Linked DNA regions of Triticum aestivum: region 2 is linked to region 1. Evidence: chromatin contacts called from public Hi-C data. All regions are on one chromosome and are shown on one strand. The core of a region is the stretch at or near the end of the contact, and the rest is flanking DNA. Distances in the headings are between cores, read along the strand shown.

Evidence for each region. Hi-C and Micro-C count contacts between places; a contact is called where the count stands out from the background.
Region 2: a contact with region 1 is called in a Hi-C map of leaf, with 6 times the contacts expected there. The contact joins the enhancer-like site here to the promoter of LOC123091519 in region 1. A contact is called at or near these places in 2 of 5 Hi-C or Micro-C datasets (both in leaf).

Annotation. Positions count from the first base shown.
Region 1 is chr4B:143,543,941-143,551,764 of IWGSC CS RefSeq v2.1, reverse strand. LOC123091519 reads left to right here and starts at 4,205. Exons shown (of 2, transcript XM_044513054.1): 1 at 4,205-4,939; 2 at 7,382-7,824. The coding sequence starts at 4,354. The coding sequence ends at 4,692.
Region 2 is chr4B:143,692,929-143,700,752 of IWGSC CS RefSeq v2.1, reverse strand. LOC123091520 (stress response protein nst1) reads left to right here. Exons shown (of 3, transcript XM_044513055.1): 3 at 1,848-2,145. The coding sequence ends at 1,995. Among protein-coding and RNA genes, the nearest start is that of LOC123091520, 7.8 kb to the left of the region's middle. Within about 2 kb of position 3,337, at least 3 of the 8 cell types and tissues checked have an H3K27ac peak or open chromatin away from gene starts, as enhancers often do. A contact at or near this core is called in leaf, where this site is marked.

The DNA of each region.
Region 1 (7,824 bases), core at 2,956-5,455:
GAAACCCGGACGGATGCAAGTTTTATGAAAACGATGCCGATGCAATGCGCATGATGCTATGAGACGAGATGCATAATAAGAACAAAATGCAAAACAACAGACAAAAACCCAACCACGGAGGAAATAATAAATCACATAGCCGGAAATGGCAAGAGTCGGAGTTACGAATATGGAAAGTTGTATCCGGGGCGTTACAACACCTCCACGTCCATGCGAATGTGATTAGATAAGCCGCTGATGAAGAGCTCATCCTGCTGACGAGCCAAAACGCCCGGGGCATGGCACACCAGTGCCTGGAAGCGGTCGGCGAAGTCTTGCGCCTAGGTGAGGAATGGAAGACGTCCAAGCTTCGCCAGACGGCTCCTGCGTATAGGCGGACCAAAGCGCAAGAGGCACAATTCACGGAAGTGCTCCCATGGTGGCATGCCGCCCTCGTCCTGTTCGAGGGCGTAGCACCACGTCTGCGCGGCTCCTCGGAGATCATACGAGGCGATCCAGGTGCGGTCAGACACGAGCATGTGTTGTCCCCTAAAAAATTGGTCGCATTGGTTGAGCCAATTCAGGGGGTCGACGGTGTAGTCATAGGTCGCAAACTCCAGCTTGGAGAATCCCGGCGATGTCTGGAAGTGGACGACGGGTGGGTGCGCCTTGTCAGCACGGCGCAACAAGGATGACGGGGCCGAGTAGGCGGGCATCAGGGTGTCGCCCTGGAACAGGGGCCCATCGACGTTGGCGAAGGGTTCAGCGTAGCCCGAGGACCCGCCAAACTACATGGCTGGGTGCGTCGCCGACGGAGGCAGCATGTGTGGCCCGACCAAGGCCATCGTGTAGACCGGCGCAAGGGACCCAGCGAGCCAGCCCGGTAACGGAGACGACTACGGGGGAAACTGGACCTGGTGGATGGGCACCCCCGGGCCCGTCGTTGGGATGCCCAGGGCCGCGGTCGCTGGTGGCGACGGCTGTAGCTGTTGCCCCTGCTGCATGGTGGAGGCGCCGGGGTTCATCGCTGGTGGCGGCTGCCACGGCAGCTGCTGCATGGCGGCTACCACGACGGCTGCTGCGGCGGCGGGGCGCTGGCGAAGGGCACAGGCGGCTGCGGCTCATAGGATCTCGCGAGGAACGTGTAGATACCCATGACCGCCTGGGTGAGATTCCGGATGGCAGTCGTCATCTCCTCCGGGGTGAATGCGACGGGGACGGGTGCGACAGAGGTGACTGGCACCGGCAAGAGTAGGGCGCTGGCCGTGGTGGCCATCGGGGCGGTCGTCGCGGTTGGCAGCGGAAGGGTCGGGGTGGGCGGCGACAAGGACATGATCGCACCGAAGCTATCTAATACCAAATTGGTAGGAATCGGATCCCTACCAGGGCGTGGTCTCAGGTTGTAGGGGCGGAAGGAGGGATGGCATGGAGGAAGGCGTGGTCACCGGCGCTGGGGCGCCATCGTTGCGTGTGCGCGCGCACGCGAGAGAGAGAGGGAGAGAGAGAGAGCGCAGCGACGGCTAGGGTTAGGTCTCCCGGTTCCCTAAGGAAGCCGAGCAAATATGATTGCTTCTTGCTTAATCCCAAAATGGGTCCTTACACGAGTTTATATAATCCTCCTAATAAGATGATTGGGCTAAGCCCCTAATAAGGATAAGATAATGTAACCCCCCGGACACACCCGCCGGTGGTCGTTACTCCTGGCGGGATCAAGACTGCCCCCATAGATCAATACTAGTCTTTTCTGCGCACTTTGTCCTCACTCGTGCGCACCCGGGAGCAACTTGCCGGTCGGTCACCCATCCTGAAATTACTCCAAGCCGAGCACGCTTAACTTTGAAATTATTTTCGAATGAGCTCCCGGAAAAGAAGGAATTCCTTATTGATATGAGTAGTCTATCATCCCTATTAAGCCAGGCTATCACATACACCCCCACTCAGAAGAACCGACGTCCTCGTCAGGCCACAGGAACATTCCTTCTTGGCACATACATCTGTGCATCCAGTCCGATACATGTGCCATGCCGTGTGCCACAACGGGTCACAAACGTCATGAACAACATGACCGTGCACCTGTCCGCCAACATCCGTGTAACCATGAGGGTTGGCTCTGATACCAACTTGTAACGCCTTGGACACACCCGCCGGTGGTCGTTACTCCTGGCGGGATCTAGACCGGCCCCACAGATCAATACTAGTCTTTTCTACGCACTTTGTCCTCACTCATGCGCACCCGGGAGCAACTTCCAGGTCGGTCACCCATCCTGAAATTACTCCAAGCCGAGCACGCTTAACGTTTGATTTCTTTCCGAATGGGCTCCTGGAAAAGAGGGAATTCCTTATTGATATGAGTAGTCTATCATCCCTATTGAGCCATGCTATCATAGATAAACTAGGCCACAACTAACTGGGCTAAGCCCCTAATATGCCGGTCATAACAGCGGCCACCTATAGCGGAGCAAACGTTTACTCCATTAATAACTTCACTCGATCGGATCCCCCTCTAGTAACATATGTTCTTATCATATCCTTTTATCTCCTCTTCACAAGCTTTATCCTGAAATAAAACCCCTATAGAATTATCACAACAGTAGACTAAAATCAAGGTTAGCCTCCGTGTCATATCGGATCCTCTAGTAACATGTGTTCTTATCATATCCTTTTATCTCCTCTTCACAAACTTTATCCTAAAATAAAACCTCTATAGAATTAGCACAACATTAGGCTAAAATCAAGATTAGCCTCCTATTGTATGTCTTGTACTTCAACATCATGTAGTGTCGTGTTCTATTCAACTTATGAACCTCATAACTGAAAGGCATTACTCCTATAAAGGATGGTGGAGTACCCCCCCTCCCTGTGCTCTCCACGCGTGAGCAGAGCCTCCTTGTCGTCTGTTGCTGGATGGCTAGCCGCGGGAGCCTCGGGGAGGCTTCGGGCCGTCCGATCTGCCCGGACGACTCAACCCAGGCGATCCGGCTGAAAAGTCCATGACGGGTGGATGCCTGATTTGTTTTCCTACCTTTTTGCTCGTGTTGCATCTTGGCCCTGTCGCAGCCCATCTTGCCAGCACGTTTCTCTTGGTTATGGAATCGTAGAGCGACACAGGTATGTGCATGCCTATATATCGCTTCACGCGAGTTGGAAGAGGCGCTCGCCTGAACCGTACAACACATAGCCCCGGTCAAAAAACGCCGGAAGCTCCCTCACTCGCGGCTCGCCCTCCTCCAGTGCGTAGCTAAATCTAAGTCAACACATGTATACATCAGGTGTGCAACTACATGAGTTTTTTTTTCTTTTGTTCATATTTTTAAAAATAAAATTACTTGAAATGAATAAAACCCTGAATTTGAAGAAAAAAGTAACACATATTCAAACATATATAGTTTGCAAAAAATGTTAATCATGCATTTAAAAAATGTAAACATGTATATAAAACTGTTTCTGATGTATATGAAAAATGTATAGCCTATATAAAAAGATAGACATCAACAAATATATTTGAAAAAATGTTAATGCAATACAAACTGTTAGGATAGTCTGAAAAAACTTGATCTCATTCAAAAATATATTCCAACATGTATTTGAAAAAAATGTTTAATCGTATTCAAACCTAAACTTAAAACCATGTGTTTGAAGAAAAATGTTAATCAGGTATTGAAAAATATTTGATGGGCATAAAAAATATATCAGGTGTATATGAATCATGTACAATGTATATGAAAAAGTAGACATCAAAGCATACGTTCCAAAGACCTGTTAAACATGTACGGTGAACGGTTTTCAATACATAATGTGCGCTGAACATTTTGAAAATATGCTTTGAACCTTTTAAAAATACGCCGACAATCTTTTAGTGGTATCTGAGCGTTTTCAAAATACATATTGAACTTTTTTGTAGAATATGTTCAAGAATTTTTTAGCATATGATGAATATTTTTATGATGCACATGAACTTTTTTTAATATATGGTGAACATTTTCTTAATATACGATAAAAAGTTTCGTAACACATGGTGAACTTTTAGTATAATATAAAAAGAAAATAAAAATAAAAAAGAAAGGGAAAAGGAAACGAAGAAAAAGAAAAACCGAAGAAACAGCCTATCCGATATGGGCCGGCCGGCCCAAGTACGGGCCGCGGATAAGCCTCACGCGCGTACGGTATAACGAAGTCGTATTCGACGCGTAATTTATACGGCATAACGAAGTCGTATTAGCTTGTATTCTACGCAAGAGGCGTATTTCAGATCGATAAATCCCAAATACCTGACCTAATCCCCTTTCCCTCGCTCTTTCTTCCTCCCGCGCCCTTTGCTGCTCCAAAGATCCACTTTTGATTTCGATTTCGCCGATTCATCCGCCGGTGCCGGATATGGCGTGCGTCGACATCCATGGCATGAGCGTGACGCTCACGTTGGTGGACCAGCTCTCGCTCGCCGGGAAGAAGAGATCCGCCGACGAGGATCTCGTCCTCGCCGACGAGTCCGAGGCCCGTGGATGGTCGTCGGCGGTCTCCGACCGCAGGCTCGCCCTGCGCCGCCGGCGAGGTCCGGCTTCCTCTTCCTGCCGCCGCGGCTGCATCGTGATGACGGAGGCGCCGGACTGCCGTGCCGAGGAGGCGGTTCAGCAGGTTGCCGCGGAAGAAGACGAAGGCATTCTGGAGCGCGAGGCTTTGTCTGTCGAGGAGCTGGTTTACTTCACCATCTTCTAGTCCATCGATGCTAAATCCTGAGGCCTGCTTGCCCAAGTCTCTGAAGAAGGTCAGCCTGTTCGTGTCTATTGGATTGCAGAGTATTCTTTCTAGATCATATGAATAACCTATTTTCTCTTATTTTTTCTGGTAATGTCGGAACACTGCGGCGTCGAGGAGGCGAGGCTACCACAAGTAATCAAGTCAGAAGTCAAGGGGGGATGTGCTGGAATGTCACTCACTTTCTTCAGTTAGCTAGCATGGTCATGTCAGTCAGTTTCTTCAGTTAGCTAGCCTGGTCATTTTCAGTTAGTGCTTAGTACTATAGTTGTTTCCTGTAATATCGTGGCTCACGGCAGTATGTAAGCCGGAGAGTGGGTGGAGGGCGGCACGATATGAATAAAACCATAGTTTTCCCTATCTTGCATTGTTTCCAGAACCACGAGTTGGTTGTGAGACCTTATGGGTTTCACCTCTAGCCTACCCCAACTTGTTTGGGACTAAAGGCTTTCCTTAGCTTTATGTTTTCTGCTCTCGTCTTTGCGCCTTGCCACGATATGAACAGTTCATCGGCAGACCCAAAAACCTCTCCTTTCACCTTGTCCGCTCTGTAAACACCAGATCCTTTGCTCGACTCTTGCTAAATCACACATGGAAGGCGAAGCCAGGGAAGATGAGGTGCTGATGGCCAGGAGTTCTTCTACCTTGCTGTCATCTAGTTGAATCTTCCAAGTCTTGTAGAAAGAATTCCTCCTCTCCTCTGTTTATCTTCCGGTTCAAGTCGAATCAGCCCAGAACTGTTTCGATGTGTTTATGGCTTTATGCCAAGTGATGGGCCATGTTCTTGTAGGACAGAGTCCAATTCATTTATTAAAGTCGATAAGTTACCAAATGGGTGAAATTTTGCTTCTACAAAGTAGTGTAAGACTGAATGTTCTGATAATGACTGGCTCGCTGTTTGGCTGTGGCTACTGCTGTACTACAAATATGAATTCCTTAAAAAAAGGTGAAAAGTACACATCTATTAAGATTTGAGAAAAAAATTCAGCCACAAAAAAGATTTTGGTGTTTCCCAAACAATTCTGATTCTTAGAAAGCCTTTCCAGAACTACCCTTTTTGGTGTTTGTGTTGTGGCTAATATTACTGTACTAAAAATACAAAAATGGATCTGGTCATTGAGGTTTGTTTCTAAGTTAATCAGAGACACACTAACTTATGTTCTGTTGTGTTATTGTGATTTTTGTTAGCTTTAAATCAGACTTAAGGTGATCAATTTCATTAGATCAATCTCTGCAATACCCAAAGGCACACAATGAATGTTCATTTCAAATTGTGTGCGACGTAATCTTGACAGAGAATAATCTAGCAATATGGTGCCAAGTTTTGTGAACTAAACAAAACATGGATATATATTTCCCTCCTTTTTTTGAAGCACCACCGTGTGAACAAATTAATGATGTGGAGGTTTGGCATGCTATAATTCATCTCTTTTTTGGTTGTGATGCAGGTTTAAGTGATATCTTGGGCTGCGATTTTTCTTGATATTTTTTCGATGTTCCTTTTCTATGCATAGTGAAGTCATAATAATTTTGATGGCCTCCTGATGCTATTTTTTTAATGTTCAATGGAATATAAATATGGGTGTCCATATTTTTTCCCCTATGCAGTTGAGTCTGATGGCCCATTAGATTCTTGACTTTGATTTGTCATGTAGCCACTTTACTGAATGAAGATGATGTTTGGGTCCCGACAACATGTGTCCACTGTTACTGTTTACCATAAATCTGTCTTTCTATTTACATAGACTTCCCCGTTAATCAGGATAAATTTTGTTCCTATATCTCCTTGGATGAAAGAGTCTTTTTGGGTACAGAAAGGGATCAGGGGATTCAATTTATGTTCTCAACTGTAGGTTTGCTTTACCAGTTTAACTTTCTTCCACATAAGCGCTTAATTAATGCACACATATACGCCTCTCAGGTCGAGGTGATCGGGCATCTTGCATCTGACGATTCTGCATGTGAAAACTTAGAACCGCAATGCTCTACATAATTATAGTAGGTCAGAGAGAAATGACTTGAATAGGCTGCTCAAGCTTAAGTTCTCTAATTTGGGAAATAAGTTGTAGTGCAAGTTCAATTGATCAAATTCAAAGGGAAAGTTAAACCTTAAAAGTCATGGCCGGATCAAATAAGAAGGCATCGAGGATCGTAAAATGTAAACATAGTGTAGTCATAATAACTTCCATGACCTCGTGATTGCTTGTTAAATTCCTTTTAATTTAATTTTTTATTTTGCCCTGAAAATGCTTCAGGCCAGCTATTTCCAGCCGTAGGTTCCTACAGCAAAACAGTTGTCCTAACAGGATCATCCTCATTTCCTTTGTGCTACTATGTCCTTCCCATGGCAAGATATGCTCCACTTTTACCTTTTCTTTGCACAAATTCAGTCTTCTCCCCTTGCTCACTCCAGTCCCGATTTCTTGCTTCTAGGCAGTGGACTCTAGGTGTTCTGACATAGATATTCCTAGGAATAACTAACAAACTTTTGGTCAATCAGCTGCTAATATTGTAAAACCAGAAATAGTTCAGGTTCTTTTAATTTTGAAACCATCTATTCTTATTGGTTGTAACCATAAATTAAATTCTGATATCAAGGAACTGCGTAGGATGAAGTATCTGCTACTCACATGTTGGAGTTTTTTTGCAGCAGGACAGTACATGATTTCTCAAGGAAAACAAATCACATCATATATTGACTATAAGGTTTTACCTTTCTTTTATGGAGCGTTACATGCATCGGTTATGTTTGGTCTGAAGACCATTTTGCACTATCACCAATACTGCACTACATTTCATTCAGAAATTGTATTGATTTTTTTAGTTTAAGATTTGGCTTAATCTGACCAATTAGATGAACACATTCTTTTTTAATTGCTATCGGAATTGAGAGATCCAGCAAAGATATATGTCAAATTGTTTATTGTCTAGCTATTGGTTTCTATTGATATTCATGTCAAATCTCTATTGATGATCATTTTTGTTGTGATTTAAGCAAGATAGTGAAGGCTAGGTGAAATGTCTAGCTAGTGAAACACCAACCGCTGTTTACATCGGCGTACAAACATGATTACATCTTTAAGTTGTTGTCCT
Region 2 (7,824 bases), core at 2,088-4,587, 150 kb before region 1:
ATTCAGTGTCTTTTGGCTTAAAACTTCAGCATGTGCATTTCTGTGTCTTGTACGGTTGTTTTGTTTGTTGGCTTGTTGCAAGTAAATATATATAAAAAATTGTGTTTGATAATTCCTCTGTTGCAAGACGTAAGACATATTTTGACTACCAGCTTTGACGAAGAATTAATCCAATAATAATACATATGGCATATGCTATTTTACACAAATGGACATAACTGCCATTCATCTATCAAAGAACTTTCTTATGATTGTGATTTAACCACTAACAAAGGATTCTACAAGAAATTTGTGTGGAACTCATTTTTGGGCAGTCAAAACATGCCATAAATTTTGCAAACGATCTGGTATCATGTAGTTTAGGTTTACTTTACCAGCGTACCTCATGTAAGGATTACATATTCCTTGCATATAAGGGATCACGACAATATGCTCACTTTAGAAGTTAGGACATGTTAATATCTCATGAAATTGGGTATCAACCAAATGAAATGAATCATTCATTTGCTTTAGATTGTACAGTGCCACAACCTTTGAACTTCTGAATGATGGCTTGAGGATTGTTGTTTATATATTTCATTGTGGATTTATTCCGTGACCTTCAAGAACTGATAGTTTGCTAGCATATAGCTTTTGACATTCTGGGTGTCTTTTGTTTTTTTATACATTGCAATTCACTAGTGGTAGTTAGTTACTCCCTCCGTCCCAAAAAGCTTGTCCCTCAAATGGATGTATCTAGCATCAAGTGCTAGATACATCCATTTGAGGGACAAGCTTAGGACAAGCTTTTTCGGATGGAGGGAGTACCTTCTTACATGTTGGCCTTGTTGTGACTTGTGAGTGAGGCATCTTTGAACTTGATAACTTGTTTTGTTTCCCCGCTTGCATTGGTGAGACATGCCTTTCTTGTAAAAAATGGTTGTGGAGGCAACTTCTAGAAACACAAAATGAGTATAATCTTAGCTTAGCTAGATCAATTTGGTCATGCTAGTGTACTTCGTAGGGATGGTGCAACTGGTCTAATGTCTAACAAACTTGGTTCCATTCTCGAGTCCTTTAGCCAACGACAACTCCAATTCGGCGGAGCTAGCTCTTATACCTGTGTGTATGGCTGGTATTAAGAACTTATTATGGATATCAATTCAGAATCTTTGGCAATTTGTAGTTGTCATTCATGTTAAACTAGTTTCTGTGTGCAAACTTTTCAGCTCAGATTTTCGGGGCCAAGGTTGAGAATATCATGATTTTGTTCATCTGGTTTTTCGTTGTGTTGAAAATTGCTCCTTCTCTTACCGTTTTTCTGGAGGTCAGAGTAGCAATGCTGTTGGGTTGGTACAGAGGTGGCTAATGGCAGGAACAGAACAGTTTTGAAATAGCGCTATCTCTAGGGTATATATTAATTTATGCTTACTGGATTTAATTATGTAACTTAGCTTGGACAAGTATCTTGTGTATTCGATTTTGCGCCCATACAGCAATATTCACTGTGATGAGAGTTACAGATATACACAAACCATCAATATTTACTAGGTCTGATGAAGGTTGTCTGCATTGACCAGGTTACATATAGGGGTTTAAGTTAATCATTCACCATCACTTTACAGTACCTGAAGATTAGTTTTTTCTTGACTGTGGTGTTCTGTTCTTCACTTGAATGTGAGGCTATTTGTCTTGTGGTAGATACTTTGATCCTTGTAAGCACTCTAATGCCGAGAAAATTATCTTAAAACTACTAGTAAAAAAATATTAGGGCCATTTAATTGTTTACCTGTGTCATCGGATTATTAGGAGTGTTATGCTTGTTTATAAAATAGAAACTCATGCCTTGTTATGACTAATTAATGCAGGGAGGATCTGGTGCTGAATGGACCTCAGGGAGCAAGTCAAATCCACTCACCGACTGGAGCGCATGCTGGCTTATTTCCAACTAATCCTGATACGCAGTCAGTTTGGTCGTTCGATCAAAAAAGAGACAGCATGGAACCTACAAAATGACATTGCCTGAGCCAAGGCTCCCTTCCCTTGCCTCCCACCTTCTAGTTTAGGGAGTTGAGGAGATATGTTGGACCAGACTGTATTCCTTTGCGCCAAAACGAAACATAGCCCTTTTATTTAGTGATATCCTCACGTGTTATGTTGCGCTCACCTGATGTTTTTGAGTGGCGTAGTATCTCGTGGGTTTAATGCAAAATGCGGCTTGAATTCATTGAGAGCGGGCATTGCATCGCTGGCCGATCTGATTCGTTCTTACCCTTGCAGTCTGACGGTGAGAGATCATCAGGTTTGTTGTAGGTCACTTGCCCGCTAGCTGGAGCTGCTGGCATTATCTCCCTCGGTGCATCTTATCCAGGAATTTCTATTTTACCCTTTTTGTGTTTCATCTCAGTGATGGTAGATGGTCCTGCAAATTTTGTTTAATCTGCATGCATCCTACCTTATTTAATATTTCCATGAGAGGTGTTCTAAAATTTGCAGTGAAAACTAGAGTTATCTTTTGATATCTTGGATAATTTAGATGACAACAGTAAAGCCTGTTATCTTTTGACAGTGAAGCAAATACCGAGTCTAGAGCAAGTGCATATTACTCCCTCCGTCCTTTAAAGAGTGTACTTCCAACTTTGTTGGAGGATCAAACTATCTCAAAGATTGACCGAATTTGTGCAAAAATATATCAATATTTGTGAAATCAAATAGGTATATGACAAAGTATATTTTATCACGAATCTAATGCTGCTAATTTGATGGCATAAATGTTGATGTATTATTATATAGACACGGTCAAATATAAAAAAGTTTGACTTTTCAAGAAAATTGGATGTACACTTTTTAAAGGACGGAGGGAGTATGTGCTAAAGGTCTTCCGACTCGCGAGATTCCAAAATGAAGGAATTATTCCTATAAGTACTGGAGTACCCGCCTTCGAGGGTGAAGAGCGCCTTTGTGCTTTCTGTTCCTAGGTGGCATGCCTCAGGGGCTCTCTGCGCCGTCTGATTTGCCTGGATAGCGCGTGCACGAGCGATCCGCCTCGTGGTCTATGACGGGTGGTGCAGGGGGTGGGTTTGCCCGGGCGCGGTGAGACTTTTTCTGATCTGATGGCTGCTGCTGCGAGTTAGAGCATCTCCAGCCGCCTCCCTGAGAAGGCCCCCAGGAGCGTTTTTTCATCGCCGGCGGGCGAAAAAAGTTTCTCTCACGCCCCCATGAGCTTGTTTAGCACAGATATAGCCGAAAACAGAGCCGGCAACCCCAACGCGATCCCAGAAACCTGGGGGGCACCCGGGGGGCTTAATTCGCTGTTTTACACGAGCTGACCCACCTGGCAGCGTCTCTTTCCTCTCCCATCTCTTTCCCTCCCTGGCCCACCCACGTGCTCCCCTCCACACACCCATCCTCTCTGCGACTCCTCTCTCTTCTCCTTCTCTCGCCTCGCAGCGCCCGGCACGCCGCCGCCCTCGCCTCGCTGCGCCCGGCTCGCAGCCGCCCTCGCCTCGCCGCGCACAGCGCCGGTGGAAATGGCGCACACGCCGCCCGCACCCTGCTCTTCCTGCTCGCCGCTGCCGCTCCTCCACGCTAGACACGGGCGAGCTCACGGTGCGGGGCCAGGGAGCGGGGACGAGCTCCAGGGCCGGGTCGGCCGCGTGCTGCAGGGGGCGGCTCGAAGGACCGGGCACGTCGGCCTCCAGCCGCCCGCTGCAGGCCACCTACGCGCTGAGCCGCGGCCGGCGCACAGTCGGCGCGGACAGGGACGAGGGGCTCCTCGACATCTTCTGCACCCGCACTTCGAGTGCAACATCCGCAACGCGTCCGCGGATGCCAGCGATGCCAAGGGGCGCAACGGCAAGGCCGACGCCAACGGCACGTCGCCGCTGGCCGTGTGGAAGCAGTCGCCGGTCCCGTCCCCGCGCTCCAGCGACGGCCGTGAAGGACGGGGGAGCAGCTGCGGCGGGGACAGGGGCGTGGCTTCCGGACCCGAGGTGGATGGAGCAGAGGCGACGCCGCATCTGCCGGACGGGGGAGCAGCTGCGGCACGGCGGCCAAACGGGGGAACGCTAGCCCCTCGAGGGGGAGGGATGAGCGTGGCGGCAGATGCGGCCGAGGAGGGCCGGGCGGCGTGGCGTGGCTGCTAGCTCCTGGATGGGGGCGTGGGTGGGCGGCGGCGGCTGCGAGGGGCGGCCCCGAGCTGCAGGGGGCGTGGCGAGCTGCAAGGCGCGCGCAGGACGAGTTGTAGGGGCGCGGCTGGAAGAATCTCGTTCCCGGCTGTAAAAATTTCGCCGGGGTCTCCCAGGAGGCCGAAAAAACGCCTGGTGAGGGGCGCAACGGCTGGAGATGCTCTTATGTCCGGCTGGCGTTTGTGGGGCGAGTTTAATATCTGTTTTTGGTATGTGTAGGCCGTTTGCCTACTCGGCTTGTCATCATAGTTGGCTTTGTCCAGCTGGCTTGTTTTCGTTCGCTCGGTAGTTGCACGCTGTTGGGCCTGGTCGACTAGCACCATTTTTTTGCGGGCTACTGGTTGCTGGTCCCGCATGTCGGCCTGTGTTTCATATTGGTTTAGCGTGTGAAGGTATTTTCGCATCTTCGCGCCCTCTTTTGTTCCTGTCATCTCACGTCCTCCGGTTTACTCGGCTGTTTCTTGCGGTTGGGCTATTGGTTGGCTCCGTCTTTCTGTGTGTTGGGTCGACGCCTCAGATTGGTGAGCCTATTGGTCGGGCATGCTGGCCCCGCATATCGGTATGTGTTTCATGTCGGTTCAGCATGCATGGGTTATCTTCGTGTCGTCGCTCCCTCCTTCTTCCCCGCCGCCTCACATCTACCAAAGCATCACGACTTCCTCTCGTGTGTTTCTTCTCTAATTGCAATGGATGGTGGTCTGTGAGCTCTTTGGTTGTTCGTCGTGATCGTCCTGCCAGCTGGTTGAGGTGATTAAGGCCCAATTTGATTGGGCTTTTGCTTCTGCTTTTGCAGCCTTTTCACTTTGGCAAAAAAGCCACAAAAGCTCTTAAATAGGTTTTTTTTTTTGCTTCAGCTTTTGGCTTATGAATCAATATTGTTATAAGATGGCATAAGCCAAAAGCCGAAGCAAAAAGCACCTATTTAGGAGCTTTTTTGTCAAAGTGAAAAAGTTGCAAAAGCAGAAGCAAAAGCCCAAACAAACAGGGCCTAAGACGATGGTGTCATGCTGGGCGAGGTGCAGAGCGATGGGCGTGGCTTCCACACGGGTATTCTTCGACACGACGGCGCACAGCTGCAGGTCTGCCAGTTCATGGGAGAGGCCATAACCGCATGCGAGTTGGTCTTGCCGAGGTTTGTATGTTGTCTCCTTCTACGCCTTTTGCACGCTAACATTGTCTTCCTCTTTGTGCTTGTAGCCATTGAGAACCTCTTCTTGTCGGTTGCAGCCCTTCTAAGATTGTGCTCTCAATGTTAGCTTTCTCTTTGGTCACTCCGTGTGGTCTGTTTGATGAGATGGCAGAAGCCCGATCACTGATTTTTTTGTTGGGTTTGTTTGCTTCGTGATCGTTGGAGGATTCGATAACGTTGCCGTTCGATTGGGTGGACCGTGTGTGTTGATCACTGCTGACTGATGTCTACTACACAACTTATTCTTGTAGACTCGTGTTGGGCCTCGAAGCGTAGAGTTTTGTAGGACAGTAGCAATTTTCCATCAAGTGGATGACATAAGGTTTATCAATCCGTGGGAGGCGTAGGATGAAGATGGTCTCTCTCAAACAACCCTGCAATCAAATACAAGAAATCTCTTGTGTCCCCAACACACCAAATACAACGGTGAATTGTATAGGTGCACTAGTTCGGTGATACAAATGTAGTATGGATAGTAGATATAGGTTTTTGTAATCTCAAAATATAAAAACAGCAAGGTAGCAAGTGATAAAATAGAGCAAAAACGGTATTGCAATGCTTGAAAACAAGGCCTAGGGTTCATACTTTCACTAGTGCAATCTCTCAACAGTGCTAACATAATTGAATCATATAACAATCCCTCAATGTGCGATGAAGAACCACTCCAAAGTTTTTATCTAGCGGAGAACATAAGATAAAATTGTTGTAGGGTACGAAATGACATCAAAGTTATCCTTTCCTATCAATCTATTGAGCTATTCCTAAAAGTGTCACAAAAAACCCTGGAGTTCGTACTAAAATAACACCATATGATACACATCAACCAATTCTAATGTCACCATAAGTATCCGTGAGTTGATTATTTGATATGCATCAACCAACTTCAGATTCATAATATTCAATCCAACACAAAGAACTTCAAAGAGTGCCCCAAGATTTCTACCGGAGAAAGTAGGACGAAAAGTGCATCAACCCCTGTGCATAGATTACCCCACCCCAATGTCACCTCGGAAATCCGCGAGTTGAGTGACAAAACATACATCAAGTGAATCAATATAATACCCCATTGTAACTACGGGCATTCATATGCAAGACATATTTCAAGTGTTCTCAAATCCATAGAAGTATTCAATCCGATAATAGCGAACCATATGCTCCAACTATATTAACAAAGCTCGCGGTACATCAAGATCGTGCTAAATCAAGAACATGAGAGAGAGAGAGAGATCAAACACATAGCGTGTACATACCCCTAGCCTAGAGGGTGAACTACTCCCTCCTCATCATGGTGGCCGCCGGGATGATGAAGATGGCCTCCGGTGATGATTTCCCCCTCCGATAGGGTGCTAGAATAGGGCTCCAGATGGTATTTTGAGGATACAGAGGCGTGCGGCGGCGGAGTCAAAGTTCTAGGGTTATTTCTGGTGGTTTCTCTATTTATAGGATATTCTAGCGCCGGTCTCACGTTAAGATGGGCTAAGGTGGGCCCACTAGGCACCAGCCCACGGCCAAGGTCCCGGGCGTGCCCCGGTGGGTAGTGGCCACCTCCTTCACCTTCTGGTCCCTCCAGAAGCTTCTAATGCCTCTTTTGTTCCAAAAAAATCGTCAAAAAGTTTCGCTGTATTTGGAGAACTTTTATTTCTGCACAAAAAACAACACTACGGTAGTTCTCCTGAAAACAACGTCAGTCCGTGTTAATTCCATTCAAATCATACCAAAACCATATAAAATTATTGTAAACATGGCATGAATACTTCATAAATTTTAGATACGTTGGAGACGTATCACTGCCCACTGCGTCAAGGTGTGCTTGTTTGGTTTATTTATGTTTTTTTGCTTTATTCACCTCTGAAGTAGTTGGCTCTCTTTATCTTGATATATCCGTGCACGTGTTTCCGTGAGTAGTTTCTTGCTCCTGCATTTTACGTTCTTTGTTGATTCGTTTGTAGAGGATGTGTGTTGTTTTCTCTTTTGTGATGCCTGTTTTGGTACCGTGGGAATATAATTTGTCCTGCAAGTGAATCCTTACATTTGTGAGGCTGTTGGCGAAGGTGCTGCGCTGGTCGGGGTGGAGATCGAGTTGGCTACGGCCGTTTGGACGGGCAACTGATGTGTTGTTGGTCGGCCTGTTTCATCATGGTGTGCCCGGGAATTGCCGCTGGAGGGTCGTAGCATTGGAGGGAGTTGGGCTCTCTGGGTTCACCGTGTGGACTTGTGGTCTTGGCTTCGCTTGGGTACGTGCACTCGGGCTCTTTCGTTTCCTAACACCCGTGTTGCTAGGCACCTCTCATGCGGTGCTGCCCGGTCGGTGCTTTTTAGATCCGATTTGGCAGCTGCTTTTGGGTGTGTTGTCGGTGGCCGGTTAGGACGTTCTTGAGAATCTCCTTCCCAGTTTTTTCTGGTCAGTGGCATGTTGCTTTGCTCACCCGACCTGGCGCTTCACTGGCCGGTATGGTTTACCCACTCTTG